Regions from separate parts of the Sus scrofa genome. Here all the other regions are linked to region 1. Evidence: chromatin contacts called from public HiChIP or PLAC-seq data. All regions are on one chromosome and are shown on one strand. Each heading gives the region's core, a stretch centred on a gene start, on an enhancer-like site or on the middle of the called end of the contact. The rest is flanking DNA. Distances are from core to core; before and after follow the strand shown. Region 1 holds the start of MRPS18A (39S ribosomal protein S18a, mitochondrial). Region 2 holds the start of SLC29A1 (equilibrative nucleoside transporter 1). Region 3 holds the start of HSP90AB1 (heat shock protein 90 alpha family class B member 1).

Evidence for each region. HiChIP or PLAC-seq counts read pairs in DNA pulled down with a chosen protein or histone mark.
Region 2: a contact with region 1 is called in an H3K27ac HiChIP or PLAC-seq map of alveolar macrophages. The contact joins the promoter of SLC29A1 here to the promoter of MRPS18A in region 1. A contact is called at or near these places in 1 of 47 Hi-C or Micro-C datasets (epiblast stem cells) and 1 of 2 datasets of contacts at active chromatin or transcription factors (alveolar macrophages).
Region 3: an H3K27ac HiChIP or PLAC-seq map of alveolar macrophages shows a contact between it and region 1. The contact joins the promoter of HSP90AB1 here to the promoter of MRPS18A in region 1. A contact is called at or near these places in 2 of 47 Hi-C or Micro-C datasets (epiblast stem cells and heart right ventricle) and 1 of 2 datasets of contacts at active chromatin or transcription factors (alveolar macrophages).

Annotation. Positions count from the first base shown.
Region 1 is chr7:38,655,827-38,658,743 of Sscrofa11.1, forward strand. It overlaps MRPS18A (39S ribosomal protein S18a, mitochondrial), which reads right to left and starts at 1,646. Exons shown (of 7, transcript XM_021098784.1): 1 at 1,107-1,646. The coding sequence starts at 1,205.
Region 2 is chr7:39,216,654-39,219,513 of Sscrofa11.1, forward strand. SLC29A1 (equilibrative nucleoside transporter 1) reads left to right here and starts at 1,321. Exons shown (of 14, transcript XM_005666066.3): 1 at 1,321-1,705. LOC110261530 reads left to right here. Exons shown (of 2, transcript XM_021098792.1): 2 at 1-622. The coding sequence ends at 126. It overlaps LOC110261531 (a long non-coding RNA gene), which reads right to left and starts at 1,492. Exons shown (of 3, transcript XR_002345745.1): 1 at 1,404-1,492; 2 at 645-801; 3 at 5-90.
Region 3 is chr7:39,242,264-39,245,205 of Sscrofa11.1, forward strand. It overlaps HSP90AB1 (heat shock protein 90 alpha family class B member 1), which reads left to right and starts at 1,511. Exons shown (of 12, transcript NM_001244433.1): 1 at 1,511-1,752.

The DNA of each region.
Region 1 (2,917 bases), core at 396-2,895:
AGCTAAAAAAAGGGACATCTTCTGAGATAAATTCAATGTTCTCTCCAATGGGCTCTTCTTTTTAGACTTTTCTGCTCCCTCTGACAACAATGATCTCTATTTTCCTCTGGATACATCTCAGTTTTAGTTAGAGGATGTAATGGTCAATACTATGCCAGAATCTTAAAAACAAGCAAGCAACAAACAAAAAACCCCACTTCACTTCGTTTGCACATCACTCATCCTTTCCTGTTTCCAGCAGTGTACAAAGGAAGGCTTTGTCCTGAAAGATCTTTTCATTCACTGCCAGATTCCATCCTTTTATGAGCTTATTAAAGACACATCCCCTTCATGAAAACTTCTAATAGGGTTTGCTGTTTCCGGTAACTGAATCTCCCTGTACTTTCTCATGTAAATTCCTAATATATACACACCACCTTATTAGAACCTAACTTCTCAGGAAAAGGGCTGTATTTTCATTTTTTCCAAAATCCCTTGAAAGCTTTCAATACAGAACTTGGCCGTCAGTAAGCTCCCGGCTCAATACTAGAATCAGGCTGCCTGTCCAAGATTTAAGATTAATGAAAAGTAGAACCACCATCCAGCATATGCCTCTAGTTCAGCGGTTCAGCCGCCTTTCCACTTTAGCTTCTACTTCTCAGGGAGACTGGACAGAAAAGCCACTATTGGATTACAGCATTTTCAGGTGAGAAGCTGGAAAAGGAGGCCCTCGGGAAGGAACGAATCTTTAATCGAGATGTCCTTTCCGGATGGCGCAGGAAACCTTTAATGAAGGAGGCGGCCGCCCGAAGAATACGGAACGAATTACGACGCAGACGCTAAGCAAGAGCTTTTTTGAATCCTGGGACATGTTTCTTTTCTGCCCTTGCTAAATAAGCAAGCCTTTCTCTCCGATCTCCGTCCCCGTGAGGGCACTCACGCTGGGTGAGAGATTAAGGTTACAGCATCATGATGTGGAAAGGGATTTCAAGCACTCGGGAGCGCCAGCATTTCCGACGTTTCAGAACCGCAGGAAGGACAGGGAGGGAGGGGCGCAAGGGGGCTTAAGGAAGCAAACTTCCCTTCTTCACTTCAACCTTAGGAGGTCACCAGGACCGAGGACTCACCTTCTCTGAAGCCGCGAGATGGAGGCCGAGCCCAGCTGGTCGCGGCCGGGCCTGCCAGGAGCCCTCGGAGTAGCCGTCCACAGCCAGACACCAGAACATTGAGACCCACCATCTTGAAAACCAATCCCGACCTTTGTGCACTTCCGCTTCCGGAACGGCGCGCGCGCAGCCGCAGTGGTGGGCAGGAAGTGTGCGTCTTGTGGGCTTCCCGCTCCGTTATTTAGGTCATTTACATTTCCTCACCTCTCGGGCTTTGAGCTGAGTCTGTGTCAATCCTGTACCTTATTCCGAGGGTCCGGGGGAGGTCTTTAGCTCCTGTCTGCTAGTCCTCAAAGTCTCCAAGGTCGCCTTCGTTTCCTGGCAGGCTGCTTCGGTAAAATCACCCGCACTACCCCTATTTCTTTAAAACTTTTTCTTTTTTGCTGGTCAGATGTGGATTTTCAGCTTCTTGAGACTGGGGCTCGGTCTCTACCGGCAAGGTTGAAATGGTTTGGAACAGCAGCTATCTCGTAGACCTGGGATTGAATTAATACCCCGTCCCCGCCCCTCCCTACCTTGGCCTTTAATTCTTTTGTCTCAGCGCTTTCCTTTCGCTGGTGAACGTATTTCTCAGGGTCAGTTCAGACCTCACTTACACTGTGGAGTCTTAACTTCCCAGTTACTGGTTCTCAGCACCAGATACCTCTCCATCTTTGTACTCTGCCTAGTTTCAGCTTTGTATTTGTATAATGCGTTTCCTCACCAAACTGGAAACTCATTGAAGGCAAAGACATTGTTTTTTGGTTGACTTTCGTATCTACAGCACTTAGCACAGTGCCTGACACATAATGAGTGATACATATGTTACATGTGTGTATGTGTATATATATACACACGTACACATATAAAATGTATATAATGCAGGTAATGTGTGTAAAGTATGTATGTATATATCTACATTATATGTATACATACAATTACATATATATGTATGTATGGATATATCTACATTATATGTATACATACAATTACATATATATGTATATATAATAAAACATTTTATATGGTTAAGATTAGATGAGATAAAACATAAGTTAAACATAAACATAAGCTCATTAATAAAGCAATTATTGAGATGGCCTTTTTGCTAGGTACTTATGACAAATTTGACATACTTGCCTAATAAGGAAGCTTATAGTACCAAGAAGAAAACAAGACTGCTCAGTTTTCCATCTTTTGGACTTGCAGGATGTATATAGGATATTCCCCTAGAAGTACAAAAGAAAAGAAAGTCATTCACAACTCAATTCCTCCATATGGTGGTTAGGATACTCTTTTCCACACCGGAAGGGATATTTTCCAGTTATCGTACTCTGATTCATAGATGGGAAGATTGAGTTCATTAAATGGCAGAACATGTTCCCTGGGGGTTAGGGAAGGAGCCCATCTTCCAGTTGGGACTGCCATGCAGGTGGACTGGGAGGATACAGAGCAGCAACTGCATGGGGGACTTGAATGGTATCACCATAGGTGAGAGTGGGAGAAATGTGGCATTGGATTTTCTTAAAACACTGCATTTAGCAAAGACATGTCCTAGGAAGGGGAAGCTTGCAGGAAAGGTCAATCTAGGTGGGTGAGACAGACACAATGATTATTGAGTGGAGCAGAGGGTTTTGGTGGGGTATATGCCTCGGAGATCTGGCCAGGATCAGGAAATCCTTGGCTTTCCTTGTAGCTTCTGCTTTCCTTCTGTACATATGACCTCAAACCCTTCCTGCTTGTACCATACCCCTTGTTTCTTTACGTCCCCAACTTCTGGGGATCTGACAGGG
Region 2 (2,860 bases), core at 71-2,570, 560 kb after region 1:
GCTTTACTGGGCTGTCTGGTGTTCCTCCTCAGCCAGAGACACCCGCCAGATGATGCCGCTGCTGCCGGGGAGGCCTCCAGAGTGGCCCGCCTGGAGAGGAGGGAGAGGATAGTTTCTCAAAAATGAGGCTGCGAATCCCAGCAGTAGCTGTATTCATTGAAATGCTTTCTTTTGGAGTAAGACAGCCTTGGCCCCTTCACTGACCGCAGCCTGCCCAGTGGGCAGAAGACATGGTGGGGGCACTGAGCCTGAGAGGGGTCTAGCCCAGACGTGCCTCCTCTCTCCCAGCAGAAATTGTTGGAAGGATGCTCTCCGTATCTAGCCGAAAACCATCATTCTCCCTCCCTCCCTGCATTCTTCCCAAGTCCATTTCTAATCACCTCGGGCCTCTGGGGGAAGAACGGACTCTCCTCCGCCACCCTCCACCCCCAGGCTAACAGGAACATGAGACCCAATGAGGGCCATTGCTTAACCCAAGGACAGGCGATTTAGCTAATCCAGACTGTCTGTCTGTGAGTCAGGATTCACCTTAAAGTAATAAGACCTTTGTTCCTTAGAGAGTCAGTCCTGCCCTCAAAGTCCAGCATGCAGCAGGTGCTCAATAAATATTTGTTGCCTTGAATTCTTGGCATGCCTTTTCCTACCTATTCCATTGTCCCTCCCCATCCGCTTCGCCCGGAATTTCTCTTGTCTAACTTGAGTAGATGACACTGTGACCCAGCAGTCTGTGATCTGGCTGGTCAGTTCAAGGTAAGGAGGTAAAAGTCCTCGGGCGACGGAGGAGACTCTTGTCAACTGGTGCTGTGGAAAGAGGGAGATCTGCTTGCTGTGGGACCCTGAGGGCATCCACCCAGAGGGGCCCCTGAGGGGTGCTCTGCCCAGGAAGGGACTTGGGGGGTAGGGAGCTGGGTGCGGTGTGATCTGAAGAATTCACCTCCCCATTTCCCCTCCCCAGTGAGAGGCCCTGGGGCATCAAATAGGAGTTGTCAGAGGCATTTGCATGCCAGCCTCCGGATAATTTGCTTAACTTTCCCAGGCAATATTCCTCTCTCCCCATCCCAGAGAGTCCTGGGCTCTCAGTTCAAAGGGGGACAGTGAGGAGACTACAAGGCCCCTTTCAGGACCGTCATCCCGTCAGCATAGCCCTCAAAGGTTGGCCTTGGGGAAGAACCGAGACCAGGGCCCGGCGCCCCCAAGCTGGCCCCGCGGGGCTTTCCGCCAGACCCCCGCCTCCCTACCCCCCAGCGCCATCTGTTTCCACCCGGAGTCCACAGAAGCCAGCGCACGTGCTCGCCCGGCTCCGGAAGCTGGCCTCGGGGGGAGGGGCAGGGTGAAAGGGGTTCCAACACCTGGTGCCCTCCGGGGTCACAGGCGCCTTTATTTATTTATTTATTCAGCCGTACTCTGGGCCTCGCCTCCCGCTGGCCTCCTGGGGCGCTCCCCGCTACCGAGCAACGCCGGCGCTGATCGGAACCGAGCCGGCCGCGGGGCGCTGGGCGAGCGCCAGGATCGCCCGTTGCTGCTCCTTCATTGCCGGGGAAGGGGGGCAGAGACCGGTCAGACCCGGCGCGGGCTACGGTTTCTGGACAATGGCGACGGTCCCAGTCCTGAGATGAGGAGGCCAAACTGGGACTAGGGGCCGGCAGGCCCGGGAATTTCCGTCCCCGCTCGCCGACTCCGGATGCCCCTCCGAATGTCCCAGCAGGTGCGCGGGGAGCAGAGGCGGGGCGGCGGCCAGAGGAGTTGTCTACGCAGTTCCCCCGAGGGCGGGGCGGAGAGCGGTGTGGGCGGGGCGGAGAGCGGAGAGCGGGGTCCTTGTGGGATGGGGAAGTTAATGGAGTCCGTGGCATCTGCGGTTTCTGGCGGAGGAGATCCTTTCCTTGGACTTTGGAGGCCCTGCTTAGATGACTGCCCTATTTTAACCATATGCAGATGTCCCCAAGATCAGCGACCTCCCCACAGCAGAGGGTTGGGGCAGAGGTCTGAGAAAGACAGCTGAAAAACCAAGCCCAGACTGGTGAACAAAGAGTTGAGTCTTCCTGAACCCTGACTCCTGTACACATCCATAAGGAAAGTGAGGGACTTGAGGTGTCTGACTCTGAAAGGGCCAGATCCTACCTTTAGCTTATTTATTTATTTATTTATTTTGCTATTTTAGGGCCGCACCTGCAGCATATGGAAGTTCCCAGGCTAGGGGTGAATCCCAGCTGCAGCCACCAGCCTACCCGCAGCCACAGCAACATGGGATCGGAGCCGCGCCGCGTCTGCAACCTATGCCACAGCTCAGGGCAGTGCGGGATCCTTAACCCACTGAACGAGGCCAGGGGTCCAATCCACATCTTCATGGATATTAGTTGGGTTCTTTAGGCTGAGCCTCAACAAAAACTCCCTAATTGATGTTTTGTTCATGGGTTTTTTTGCATTAACTTTTGACTTTTAAAAAAATATTGCGTTAAAACATTATCTGAGAGTTCCCATAGTGCACAGTGGTTAACGAATCTGGCTAGGAACCATGAGGTTGCAGGTTCGATCCCCGGCCTTGCTCTGTGGGTTAAGGATCCGGCGTTGCTGTGAGCTGTGGTGTAGGTCGCAGACACAGCTCGAATCCTGAGTTGCTGTGGCTCTGGCGTAGGCCGACAGCTACAGCTCCGATTCGACCCCTAGCCTGGGAACCTGCGTATGCCGTGGGAGCGGCCCAAGAAATGGCAAAAAAACAACAAAAACATTATCTGAGGAGCTACCTCTGTGGCACAGCGGGTTAAGGGTCTGATTGCAGCTGGTCTGCTGCTGCAGGGGCGCTGGTTCCACTGCCAGCCTGGCACAGCTGATAAGGATCCAGTTTGTCACAGTTGCAGCTCGG
Region 3 (2,942 bases), core at 261-2,760, 590 kb after region 1:
GGGTGGCACGGGTGATGAAGTCAGGAGTGTGGGGCAAGGAAAAGGAACGCGAGGGTCCTTTGTTCTTTGGAGTTCAACAGCTGGACAAAGAAGTGCTACAAGACTGCACACCAGGGCTGCCGAGGGAGGTCTGCGGGTCGGAGGTATCCCTCTCCCAAGCATTCCAGGGGCGGACAAAGTGGGCCACGAAGGGAGTTGAGGGAGTTGCTGGGCATCCACAAGGTCACGGCGCAGGGAGCGGTCATTCTCTCCCGGAGGGGCTGTGGGGCGGGTGAGCTCCAGAGATGAGGCCTTGGAAAGGCGAGGACAGCGTACCCGCCCCGAAGGCAAGCAAAAGCGGCAGGGCCAGGCGAGGCAGCTGGGCCGGCGCTTGGCTTGGGGGCTCCGGCGCCGCAGCAGCTGAAGGGGAACAACCTGGTTCTGCCCGCCAGGAGCGAGCAGCCCTTTGGCCAGCATGAAGGCGCTGGTGTCTTCATGCCACCTCCTAGAACCCCCGCCACCCAGCGGGGGTCCCTGGAGATCCTCCCCTCCCCAGACCTAGACAGTTGCAGGAGGGGAAAGAATTTTTGTAAAAAGAAAAGGAAACCAGATTGTATGTGCATGCCCCTGCGTGCGACACGCGTGGGCGGCTGCAGAGGCTGGGGAGGGTTTCTCAGGTAGCGACGCCACCCTCAGTCTCGGCTCCGAAGGCGGTTCTCGCAGAGCCGCCCCAATAACCCGTGTGCTGTGTGACTGACGGGGGAGAAAGGGGGGATCATCCCTGTTCCACCCCACCCTGGACGCAATGCTGAGCGAGCTGGGTCTGGCGGGTGGCGAAGAGGGTGCCGGGTGTAGTTGCCCGCCAGCAACATAGGATCGAAGTTGCCCACCTCTCCCGGAGATTCAAGCATAACGTTGGAGAGGCGGAGCCGCCGCAGAGGCACAGCCCAGTCCGCAGAAAAAGGGGTGGAGCCCCAAGGGAAGAGGGCGGGGCGGGGCGGGACAGGACCGTAGAGGCGGATCTGGAAACTGCTGGAAGATCGCAGCACCGCCACTGTCGCTCCTTCCGCCGCTTGCAGACAAAGAGTGCCCTCCACACCCGAGCCGGCGACCTTCTAGCAGCGGAAGCCACGCCCCGCAGCGAGACGCTGGCACTGCCCATTGTCCCCTGGGAGTGCCAGGGTTCGCGGGCTGCCCAAAGTTCGGCTTCAAATTCCCCAGTGTCCCCGGAAAGGACCCTTTCCCCTTATTGGGCAGTAGGAATGTGTAAGGAAGATTGTAGCAGGGAGGGAGCATAGGTGGGAGTAGTTGGTCCCCTTTCAGGTGTTCCTCTGGGATTCTTTGGTGTGGAGGCACCTGCTCTACAGGTTTTTACTGAGGTCAGCGGGGATTCTGTTCCCTAGAGCCACGGCATTTGTCCTATGAGTATACCCAACATCTAGCTCTGGTGGTGTCCTGTCTTCAGGACGCGGAGATGGGACTAAGAAAAAGTCTACACATGCGCGCCCTTGCTCTTCACCGCCCCCTCCCCTATTTTGGACCATGACGTAAAGGTGGGCGGGCAGCGGCAGGTGCGGGGCTGACAGACAGCCTCCTTTAAGGCGGAGGGATCTGGGGGCGGGCAGCGAAGGTGTGCTTCGCCTTATATAAAGCGACTGGGGTCTCACAGCCGTTCTCTTGAGTCACCCCCCGCGCAGCCTTGTTCTGGCGTGAGAGCCGGAGGCAGTCCTTCCCCGCTCAGCTTTGTGGTGTTTGTGATCCTTATCCTTTAAGGTAAGGTTGCACTCTTAAGGCATTTCTGGTTAAATTTCAGGTTGCTTTCGTCCATTCTGTCCTTTCTGAGACCCAAGTTTTTGTCGTGCTGGGGCGGTTTGCTGGACAACGCTCCCAATTTTTTTAGAGGGTGGGTGGAAGGGAGCTCTCGAGTTTAGCTTTTCCTTCCATGCTTGGTGTCGGGCCTTCTAGGCGGCTGTTAGGCCTGGGCGAGTGGGGCTGGGGGACTGGGCGGCTACACGTGGTAGCCGCGCCGGCCCGGGACGCTGCCATGTTTGCCCCTCTACTTCCGGACGCGACTACGGGGCGCCAGAGGGTGGGCAAGGTTGGTGGGTGTGCGGGCCCGGTGTGACTCAGCACAGCATGGTTCTGGGTAGGTTTTGCCATCTCTTTTATAGAAGGGAGTTTTTCTAGTCCTTAGTGTGAGGGTTTGCGGCAAAGGATGCTTTGGAGCTCCAGTGGCCCATCGTGCTTCCTGCTTCGAGCTCATTCCTGCAGTCAGGGTGGAGGGGTAGCGGAGGAGGCAGGCTTGAGAATTTATGGGAGCATTTCTTCGTCGTCCTCTTTTCTCCCCGTTGGCTGGAATTGTTCTGGAAGGTTCTGGAACTCGGCGCCCCGCCCTGGTGCCCGGATGCTGAGGCGAAGGGAGGCTGCGCGGTGGCGCCCCCTCCTCGCGTGGTCCTGGCCGACGCATGTCCGGCATCGACGAGCGTCGGCCCCGCGGACTACGCCACCATCTTAGTTGTATTTGGTTTGGTCCTGTACCTCAGTCACGTGTGCTACAGGGACAGAGTGGAGCCTTTTGCTTTATCGGTTCTTTGTCTTAATGGCATCCCAAGTGGGTATCCCACGATTCTCTCGCGTTAGCCTCCCTTACCACGTGAGGTAGCAATTTCACATCTTCCTGGAGGTGAAGGGAGAGCAGTTTCAAATGATAGCCCCTTTAAGGTAAAACTGGTCTGTTTGGGGGGGGGGCTCCCTCCCCTCCACCAGAAATGGTAGAACCGTAGTTACTAATTTGTACATTTGAATATGTATGTAGGTCTTCTGCTTATTCACATTTAAGAAACCGGGGTTGGGCGAGGTACTCTGCATGCCTAAGAGATTACCAGGTGATGAGAGGCTGCTGATCCGTGGATGGATCGCCTAACATCCTAACAAAATGCTTAAGAGACCTTAAGGCATTTTGG